Linked DNA regions of Zea mays: region 1 is linked to region 2. The links are chromatin contacts, called in public Hi-C maps. All regions are on one chromosome and are shown on one strand. The core of a region is the stretch at or near the end of the contact, and the rest is flanking DNA. Distances in the headings are between cores, read along the strand shown.

What was found. Hi-C and Micro-C count contacts between places; a contact is called where the count stands out from the background.
Region 1: a Hi-C map of leaf shows a contact between it and region 2, with 7 times the contacts expected there. The contact joins the promoter of LOC100285536 here to the promoter of LOC606487 in region 2. A contact is called at or near these places in 3 of 25 Hi-C or Micro-C datasets (ear, endosperm and leaf).

The regions. Positions count from the first base shown.
Region 1 is chr7:13,676,245-13,681,002 of Zm-B73-REFERENCE-NAM-5.0, reverse strand. It overlaps LOC100285536, which reads right to left and starts at 2,659. Exons shown (of 5, transcript NM_001158427.2): 1 at 2,428-2,659; 2 at 1,104-1,452. The coding sequence starts at 2,503.
Region 2 is chr7:13,500,310-13,505,236 of Zm-B73-REFERENCE-NAM-5.0, reverse strand. LOC606487 reads left to right here and starts at 3,306. Exons shown (of 3, transcript NM_001112341.1): 1 at 3,306-3,395. The coding sequence starts at 3,306.

The sequences.
Region 1 (4,758 bases), core at 1,410-3,909, 180 kb before region 2:
TTAATAGCCTTGGGCAGACAGAAAATACAATTTCTGAAATAAAAGGCTTGTGTGGAAATATAGAAAAAAAGTTCTTTGAATGGACGAGGTGAAGGGACGTGGTAAGCTACTTGTGAGAAATTTTCGCATGGCAGGGTAGAAAACAACCCCACGTACCCAGGTTGGGAAATGGAGATGACATTCCCAGGTCACCTATGCCTTTGACCCCATTTTCTATGACTATGACTATGTTGGGATTCTTAAAGAAACTCATGAAAGTTATCTACAAGTGACATGAATTGATACTGAAATAAAGACAGATATCATCTACGTGATCCCTGCAATTCGAGTTACTCTGTCTGCCTTTTACCAATACTTACTCTAGTAGTATATAACCTTGAGACACAAACTTAGACCCAGTTTGGGATGGCTCCAGCTCCAGAAAATTTGGTGGAGTTGGTAGAAAAGGTCATTAGATGCTCCAGAAAATGGTGAACCTGGAGTTGTGAACCTTTAAAAGACATCTATACAAGTCAGTTTGTTTATTATTTAGATTAAAAATATTTTTAAAACTATTTAAATTTATATTATAAACTACAACTACACGCCGGAGCTGGAACATGGAGCAGTCCCAAACACCTCCTTAATATATTCTTATATTTATGTCGACGCCATCCATGCCTTGGAACTTAATATATTATTATATTCAAAAGGTACTTGCTTATCAGTATGGTTTTGCATCACAAATGTGTCAAATTAATTGAGTAGTTGTAGTCAAAGTCCCCTAAGAAAACAATAGACCTTGTGTTTGGAGATAGAGGTAATACTTACAATTTTAGCACTATCAACACAAAACAAGTCATTCCTTTGGTTTTTGACATGGTTTACTCCTATTAATCCTTGTCCAACCCGAGTACCAATAAGCAATCTAATTGGGTCGCATGTAGGGGGAAATGCTGCTTCCGAAAACCAAAGCTATCTAATATATGCTGGATTAGAGGTAGCAGGAGATTAACACATTGCACAAGTTAAAGAATCAGACTAGATGAACTTGCTACAAATTGTAAATGCAACATGAATGCAAATCCAAAATAATGAAATTGCAAGTCTTGCTGTGTTCTTACACTGCTATACGATCTGGTACAAAGCTGCCAGTAGCTGATTTATACTCGAAGCGGCAGAAGAAATCCTCAGCATTGACAGAATCAAGCTTTGTATAGCTACGGAAGCTGTGGACATTGCATTTCCCCTCAATGGTGTCAGCACTTTGTACATCATAGTGGTCAGAGAGGAAAACCTCCTTGGAACCATGAAATGGCCGCCGACCACCTATGGACTCCTCTGGTCGATAATACCACCGCACTCGTACTCTCACATTGGTGCCTCGAGATCCTGCTGCTTCAATTGCCTCAACTCTTGCCACATAAGGTGGCTTTGAAGCATCAGATGCCCTCATTAGCACGCAATCGCCAGCTGTAAGAAACAATTTAAAGAATCAATTGAATCCGGAAGGCACTTTACGCTGCTTCGTCAAAGCAATGAGAAAGCCTTATATAAACAAAAATACCCCATTCTTCACTTCTATAAGGTGTATTTTAGTTTGAAAAGGTCAGATTATAAGTGTATTTGTTTGACAAAGGTATTCAAGTTCTTCTATTATGATAATTGTTTTTTTTTGCAAGAAAAAGTAAAGGACCAATATACTTTTGAAGACCTCATACCAAAATTTGGCCGACGACATTGTGAGGAAACGAGCACTGTATTACAGAACCTTGATTGAGCTCTTCTATCCAAAAAAATACTATTCATGTACCAAATTTGAAGCTGTAACGCAATAACAGAGCAAACATACTAACGAACTGTAGACAATCTAATCAAAGAGCACATCAATCGTAAAATAGCTTATTGCACTTTTATTTTATTATAGCTCTATTTTGTATAAATCGAGCTCGTTCATACACAGATGCCAATGCGATGTACACACGTCCACTAATACCTAGTACAAGACTGAACATTCCAACAAGCTGAGTTCATGTTAACGATAGCTTTGTAGGGAAAAAAAGTTTCAACTTTCAAGTGACCAGAGCACAGCATAGTACTGCAGTAACCACTGCCATGCTAACCCCCCTCGAAGATTACGCCGTTACATTGCTAATTGAATTCAAACCCCAAACAGCCACGGAGTTGGCAGCAGTGAACAACAAAGCGGTCAAATTTCAACCGCAGTAAAGGCATAGATGGCCAAAACAACAGACCAGCGCCCGATTATTGCAACCATTCCTGACGAAATCAATCTACCCCCAAAGTAAGACACCCCGAACCCCAGGGCCCGGAAACCGAGACCCCCGACACATGTCCCCAGATACGCCACCCGCCAACGCCAACAAAAAATCCCCCAAAAAAGGCCCTCCGTAAATTCCGGATCAGACGGGGGAAAGGGGCACTCACGCTTGATGACTCTGTCCGAACCCTTGATGGTATAGGACTCGAGGATCCGCTTGGGCGGTCGCGACTTCCCCGCCATGGGGCGCGACCGCGACGGCGAAGGCGGGGGGGCGGAGACCGGGGCCGGGGGCGCTAGGGTTTGGAGAAGACCACAAGAAGACGGATTTTTTTTTATTATTTCTCTCGATCTCTCAGTTCTGCCCCCTTTGGTTCGAAATGCGGAGGCGCTCGCGGTCGCGGCTCCCTCGCGTGAAGTTGCTTTTTTTACCGCCTCCTTTTCCTTCGCCGCGCGCTTTTCGCATGCACGGCTTTGATGGGAGCAGTAAAAGCTGGGCAGCTGATGTCTGATGACGGCTGGCGCGCGGTGAATGAGCGGCGGTGAAACTGCCGCGAATGGGTGAGGACGAGATCGGCCGTTCGATGAACTAAGGAGTGCATCGTGTCCGCTGGTTAGGTGGGTAAGCAACGGGGAGCTTCGCCTCCTGCTTCTGGATGGTTCGGAACGGATCTGGAAGTGGAGGTGGACTGATCGGGCGGGACGAGTGAACGACGGATAGGGATAGGGCAGCGGAGAACATGGACACGAGTGCCTGTCTGCATGGCCATTAGTCTATCTCCATCAGATTGTATCACATTTATCATAATTTTAATTTAAAACTTTTATCTGTAAATATTGTTAAACAATATTATCTACATTTTTACTTTTCCTATTTTTCAGGCTCTACCGAAGACGGTCTTAGAGGCCTATTTGAATGATGACTCAAAAAAGTCTAGTCCAGGCACCAACGCCACGCGTTGGATTTCCTATGCCCGGGACTGAGAATCTGAGATGATTTGTTTGTCAGACATTTGCCTTATAGGCTTCCATCTAAACATGCGGGGATGGTATTATGGCACGAAAATTTTAAGATTTGTTGCTACTATGTACTTTAGATTGTGGAATATGTTTAGGTTTTCTTGTGAAAAATATATTTATAAAAATGATTTATATTAAATTTATGTATTCTAAAATTAATTTTAGTGGTCTTCAATTTAGTATATTAATTTAATATTATGGAGTATTTTTTCTATTCAATTCTATTTAATCTCGTTGAATTTTTGCATTTGTATCTCTTATATACCACTATTTTATCGGCTCCCTTATCATCTCTACTCCTATATAATCCATCACTTAAAATGTCACTAAGCCCACGCAACAAATTAACCACAACAATCTCCCTCCAATAAAATCACCGCTTTGGATCGCTTCTTTTACCTCCACCCTCTTTCCTCAATCGCATCCAAATATCTCTATTTTATGGACCATCCTCTCATCCATCACCAATCATGATGACGCCCCGCAACCCGGAGCCCCCACAACGCCTACATAACGCCCCCGCTAACGACTAGTGATCAACGACGGCGAAGGAGTTCCACGACCTGTCGCTGAAAAGAGGAAGGGCGCCCACGAGCCGGGCCTCTTTGACGACAGCCGCGGTGATCGCTCCTCTAGGCTCTCTCTCTCACTCACTCACTCACTCTCTCTCTCTCTCTCCCTTATTGAGACACACATGCTTAAGTATAAAACACAAAGACGTGTATGTTCTGTTGACTAGTGTGTGAATGTGAATTTAGTAATTTAGAGCCAATAATATGGTTCAAATCCCTCACTCACCCACTTGTAACATCTACTACGAGCAATCAGGTCCCGATAGCGCAAGCCACCGAAGGCTGGAAGTATGGACATTCAGACCAAACCAGTATAAATCTTGCGCCACTGAGTACACCATCCGGACCAAAACACGCATATACAAATTTACTCGTTGGTGCTAGTTCGAAACATCGACAAGATGCATCACACATAGTAGATTAGAAGGATAACACATGAGACATAGATTATACTGGTTTAGGCATGGGCATGGGTGGCAACAAGGTGAGTCTGGGGCGAGTGTGGCATCTGCGGACCCACCCTGAAAACCAAAGATAAAACCCACATCCAACCTAAACTTCGCTATGGGTAGAATCTACATGTGCCCCCAAACTCGACGAGAACATAAAAACCACTAAAGTTTTGTTTGAATACTCTAGTATACATCTCAATCCACATATATTGAGGAGGATTAAGGTATAAATTAGTTTAATTTACACCTTAATCTACCCCAATACATATAGATTGTGATGTATACTATAGTAGTCAAACAAAGCCTAGGGGCTCTGACCCCCGACGCTTCAATACATAAACACACAACCAACATCGAAGTCCAACTATACACAACGAGTGAACCATAATTAAATACCCTAAGAAACACTAAGTACACATACAATTTATTAGTTCCTAAAACATGACAAGTTCAT
Region 2 (4,927 bases), core at 2,057-4,556:
CCTAGGCGCATGGAGGAGAAAACCAAGCATTCACTAAGTATTCTAAGGCATCCAGACTCCGCTCCCGCGCATTCGCTTTGTTGTGTTAGAGATTTGAGCTCCATTCGAGTTGAGAACTCCCTGTGTTGTCAATTGAACTCGAGTCTTCACTTGTGTGCGTGGGTGTGCTGCGATTTGTGTCTTGTGTGTGTTGCTCTTCCCAACCTTACTCCATGCTTTCTTTGTGAACAATATTGTAAGGGCGAGAGGCTCCAACTTGTGGAGATTCCTCGCAAACGGGAAGAAAACTATAAGGAAGAAAACCGTGGTATTCAAGTTGATCATTGGATCACTTGAAAGGGGTTGAGTGCAACCCTCGTCCATTGGGACACCACAACGTGGAAGTAGGCAAGTGTTACTTGGCCGAACAACGGGATAAAATCGCGTGTCTCTTGTGATTGCTCTCTGTGTGATTATTTGTGTTCGCAAGAGCTCGCCTCATAGACTTAATTAACTTGTGCTAATATCTCTTTAATCAAGCTTGTTGGAATTTAGTGTTGATTTTTACAGGATCACCTATTCACCCCCTCTAGGCGCTCTCACATTTTACACTCGATAAAGCCTTTGCCGAGTAATTTTTCGGACACTCGGCAAAGACTTTGTCGAGTGTCGAAAAGCACTCGGCAAAAAAGCACTCGACAAATTAAGAATCGCCCCCCCAAAAAAATAGCAAAATATTTTTTAAAATTATAGGAACAACTCTCCAATCGAGGTAGTTTGAAAAATTCAAATTTTAAAATTCAAACATAGTTTTGCATGACAAGATGATTTCAAACCAAAACATTGTCAACTACAAATTTCATAACTCTTCAATACCTACAACTTTAATGTTGTTGGTTTTTTTCTTTCGAGTCCGTTTTAAAATTTTAAATTTTATTTTTTTTAAAATTCAGACGTAGTTTTCGCTGATAAGATGACTTAAAATGAAAAAGTTGTCAACTACAAAATTTTATAACTTCTCAAGTGTTACAAAGTTTTTTTGGTTGTTTGGTCATTTGTTCATTTCATATGATGGTTCTAACAATATGCACAAATCTTATACATCTCTCTCGTAGTTTCATAAACTACGAGAGAGATATAAGTTTTATGAACAAATTTATTTTTATTTTGTTATATGAAGAAATGTTGAAAATATAAATTGTACATCATGATGAGTTATACAAATTTGTAGCTGAATTTTTTTTCATTTGAATTAATTTACTACTTTAAAATATGATTTTAAAATTGTCTTTAACTAGTGTTGAAAAAAGCACTTGACAAAGAGCTTCTTTGCCGAGTGTTAAAATAACACTAGGCAAAGAAGCTCTTTGCCGAGTTCAAAAATAAAACACTCGGCAAAGAACTTCTTCGTCAAGCGTTTTCTTTTACCGGAGGTTTTTTACGTGGCACTCAGCAAAGAGATTTTTTGCCGAGTAAAAAAAAACACTCGACAAAATATTTAGTACTTGACAAAGATCTAAATTCCGGTAGTGACAGCTCCGTCATGTGTTCTCGTTCCATTTTATTTATTTTATTTTTTGAATGGTATTAAGGTTAGCAGGTCACGGCATCAAGATCAAGCCATATTGATATTAGTAAGAAAAATTCCTTTTACGTTTCTAGCATGAATGCTAATTGCAGTTCGATTATTTTAATTATTACATGAAAACATATATTTATATGGTGAAACCATACTTTTATTAGCTATTTTTATTTTTTCTAGTATAGGGCTATATATTTTTTTTTCACCGGGACTACGAAAACGTAGATACGGGCCTAGCTGGCATCAGCGTCTAGTTTCGTTTCCCACCATGCAAACTCTACCGGGCCATTTGCAACACAAATAAGTAAGCTTCCAGATAACCAAATTGTCTCATGGGCCAGGCTCAATCTTGTGTCATGTCCTAGGTTTTATGGCTATGCATTTACATACGCCCCTGTTTTTTCAGTTTTTTTAGCTTTTTGGCCACCAAAAGCTGCGGACAGCCAAACACTTAGCTTCTCAGACAGTTTTTATAAAATTCGTTTGAGTAAAAATTATTCAAAAATCAACATAAACACATATACGGTTGAGTCGTTGAAATAGTAGAAATCCGTCACTTTCTAGATTCTGAGCCCTATGTACACCTTTATTTTCATCCGCATGTAATCTTAATGATACTCAGATTCTCTATACAGTCAGATTCTTCCTACAGCTAAATTTTTAGAAAAACTTGTCAAAAAAAAGCTGAACCAAACATGTAGTGATTTCCCTCATACCTTGTCATGCAGGTACGACTACAAGAGCGTAAAATAACACATGCAATCCAACAAATTAAGAATGTATTTGGTTCACGTTTCTAAACCAAATTTAATACTAAAATCTAGAATCTCAATTAAGCGATGACAAAAACAGAATATTTTTTTAAAAAATTATAATTTTTAGTTCAATTGATAATCGCCTTCTACCCTACCTCATAACAACTTTCTCATAGATAACAGTTAGAATTAGTTTTTTATTAATCTATAGCTAAACTAAATAAAACCTAATTATGACTATTATTGCAACTAATGTAGTTAGTAGTTGCAACCTCAAACCCAAACGACATGGATTGTATTTTCCATTGTTTTAAATTATAAGGTATTTTATTTTTTCTAGATTTATTATTTTTCTATATATATATATATATATATATATATATATATATATATATATATATATATATTATACTACAAAAAATGTTAAAACGTCTTATAATATGCCACAAGAGAACTACCAACTAGAATAAGTTTCCATTAAAAAATTCTACACATTTGCTAAAAATATCCATACGGTTTTTAAAATGCATTTTAAAACATTTTAAAAAGATAACACGCCCGTGGTAGCTACTCGTTCAGATTTAAATAACCGTATCAATATAAACGGTCAAGTTTATATTAACGTAGCCATACACATTTTAAAATATAATTAAAATAGATAAATAATAAATGTATTAACGGTCAAGTTTCAAATACGCTGACCGGTCAAGTTTATATTTTGCGGGCCGTCGACAAGCACAAGTGGGGAACCTTCGAGAATTCGAGAAAATAACACGGCAGCCGCCCACGAGCGCGGTGACGTACGTAACCCCGCGTACGCGGCCCGTAACCGCAACGTGGGCCGCCAGGGCTTTCCGGTCATTTCTCAACCCAGTCGCTGCGCCTATAAATGTCGCGTGCACGCGCACCGGATGAGGCCACCAAAGGTACCTTGCAATCACAACGAACAGAAGCTCTCGATCTCACCGACACCGAGGAAGAAGAGATCAATGGCGTCCGAGCAGGGAGTCGTGATCGCGTGCCACAGCAAGGCTGAGTTCGACGCCCACATGACCAAGGCCCAGGAAGCCGGCAAGCTGGTACGCGTCCCCGTGCCTCGTCTTCCTCGATCCCCATTCCCGTGATTTTGTTTGGAAAGCTGTTTAGGGGATTCCGCGGTTCAAATCGATTCGTCTTTGGTTTCCTTATTATGCGGTCGCCCCCCTGTTCAAATTTGCTCTGAATCGCATCTGGGATGCTTGTGTTCGGGGGTGATTAGGGTGCGGCGCGTGTAGTGGGCAGGATTTTAGGGATTTTAGCGGGTCCGTACAGTCCGTCTCCGTCCAGGGATTATGTTGATTGATGTAGCCTGAGACGATTTGATGTCCACGGTTGTGCACACAGATTTATTATGGGTGGAGTATTGATATGTGCATGCAACGAATTTATTGCACATGCTTTTCGTGGTTACTTAGTAATTATAGGTGTGATTTAAATTAGTTTGCCCTACTGCTGATCTCTATGCTGAACCGGAAACCCGTATGAGCTTTGCGGCAACATTTGTGTGAGTAATTTGAGCTGGCAGTTGCTCTATTTGGAGATCTGTATTTCCACTAAATCTACGAAGTAGTAGATGCATAGATAAACTTAAGCTGTCATAGAAAGTCATTTAAAACATGGGAAGAGTTTGACGTTTAGACCTCTGTTAAGTGCTCATGATGTCATATTGAAATTTCGTACACTCTAAGGGGAGTAATTTGGAATTGGGGAAAGAATTCAACAGCTGCAGTTGAGATTTGCTAGGAAGTCAAGTTGAAATTGGGAAGGATTCAAGGGCTACAGACCACCTCCGTACCTTCTCCTGTACCTTCTCCTGTGTACTGTAGAGTAACTGATTTTAGGTCTTTTTGTTTGAGGACTAATCTTTAGTTGTCGTTTAGGGGTAGCTTTGGAACTTTATTTTTTCAAAGGATTTCTATTTTTTTAAAGGAAAATGAACTAATTTTCTTTTGAATAATTTTCTTTTGAAAAATGAGAACCTTTGGAAAAATGGGTTCACAAACTAACCTTTAACCTTTTTTTTTGCTAAATAGAAGAACTAAAGTAGATATTAGTGGGGTGTTTAGTTTGAAGAATGAGCTAGTCCATCATCTTCACACTCCACACATTTTTTTTGGTTTGTATAATGGAATAAGTTGATCCATCACTATCTTAATCCTCATATTTAGTTAGTACTAATATAAGAAATGATGTCATCTCACCAAATTTGAAGAATGAACTCATGATGAACTACCTTATTTTGGAGGGAATGATCCCTCAAACCAAACACTCTCTAATTGATTTTAGTGTTAAGTCGTTTAAAGGATAGCTAAAAGAGATTGAAGCAGATTTATTCATATCTCTACCCTTCATTTAGTACTCTCTCTTCTTGATATCCTAAGCATAAAGGGTATTTCAGTCTTTCTACAGTGTTCTGAACATGTTTATTAGTCCTTAGAACCAAATAGATAGGGACTAAAATTTAATCTAGAACTAATTTTCAGTCTAGAACTAATAGGAAGCAAACAGAGCCTAGGACTGCACTCCGTATGCTCTGATTCAACCACGAGTTCTTGTCCTTGTCGTTGTCTTC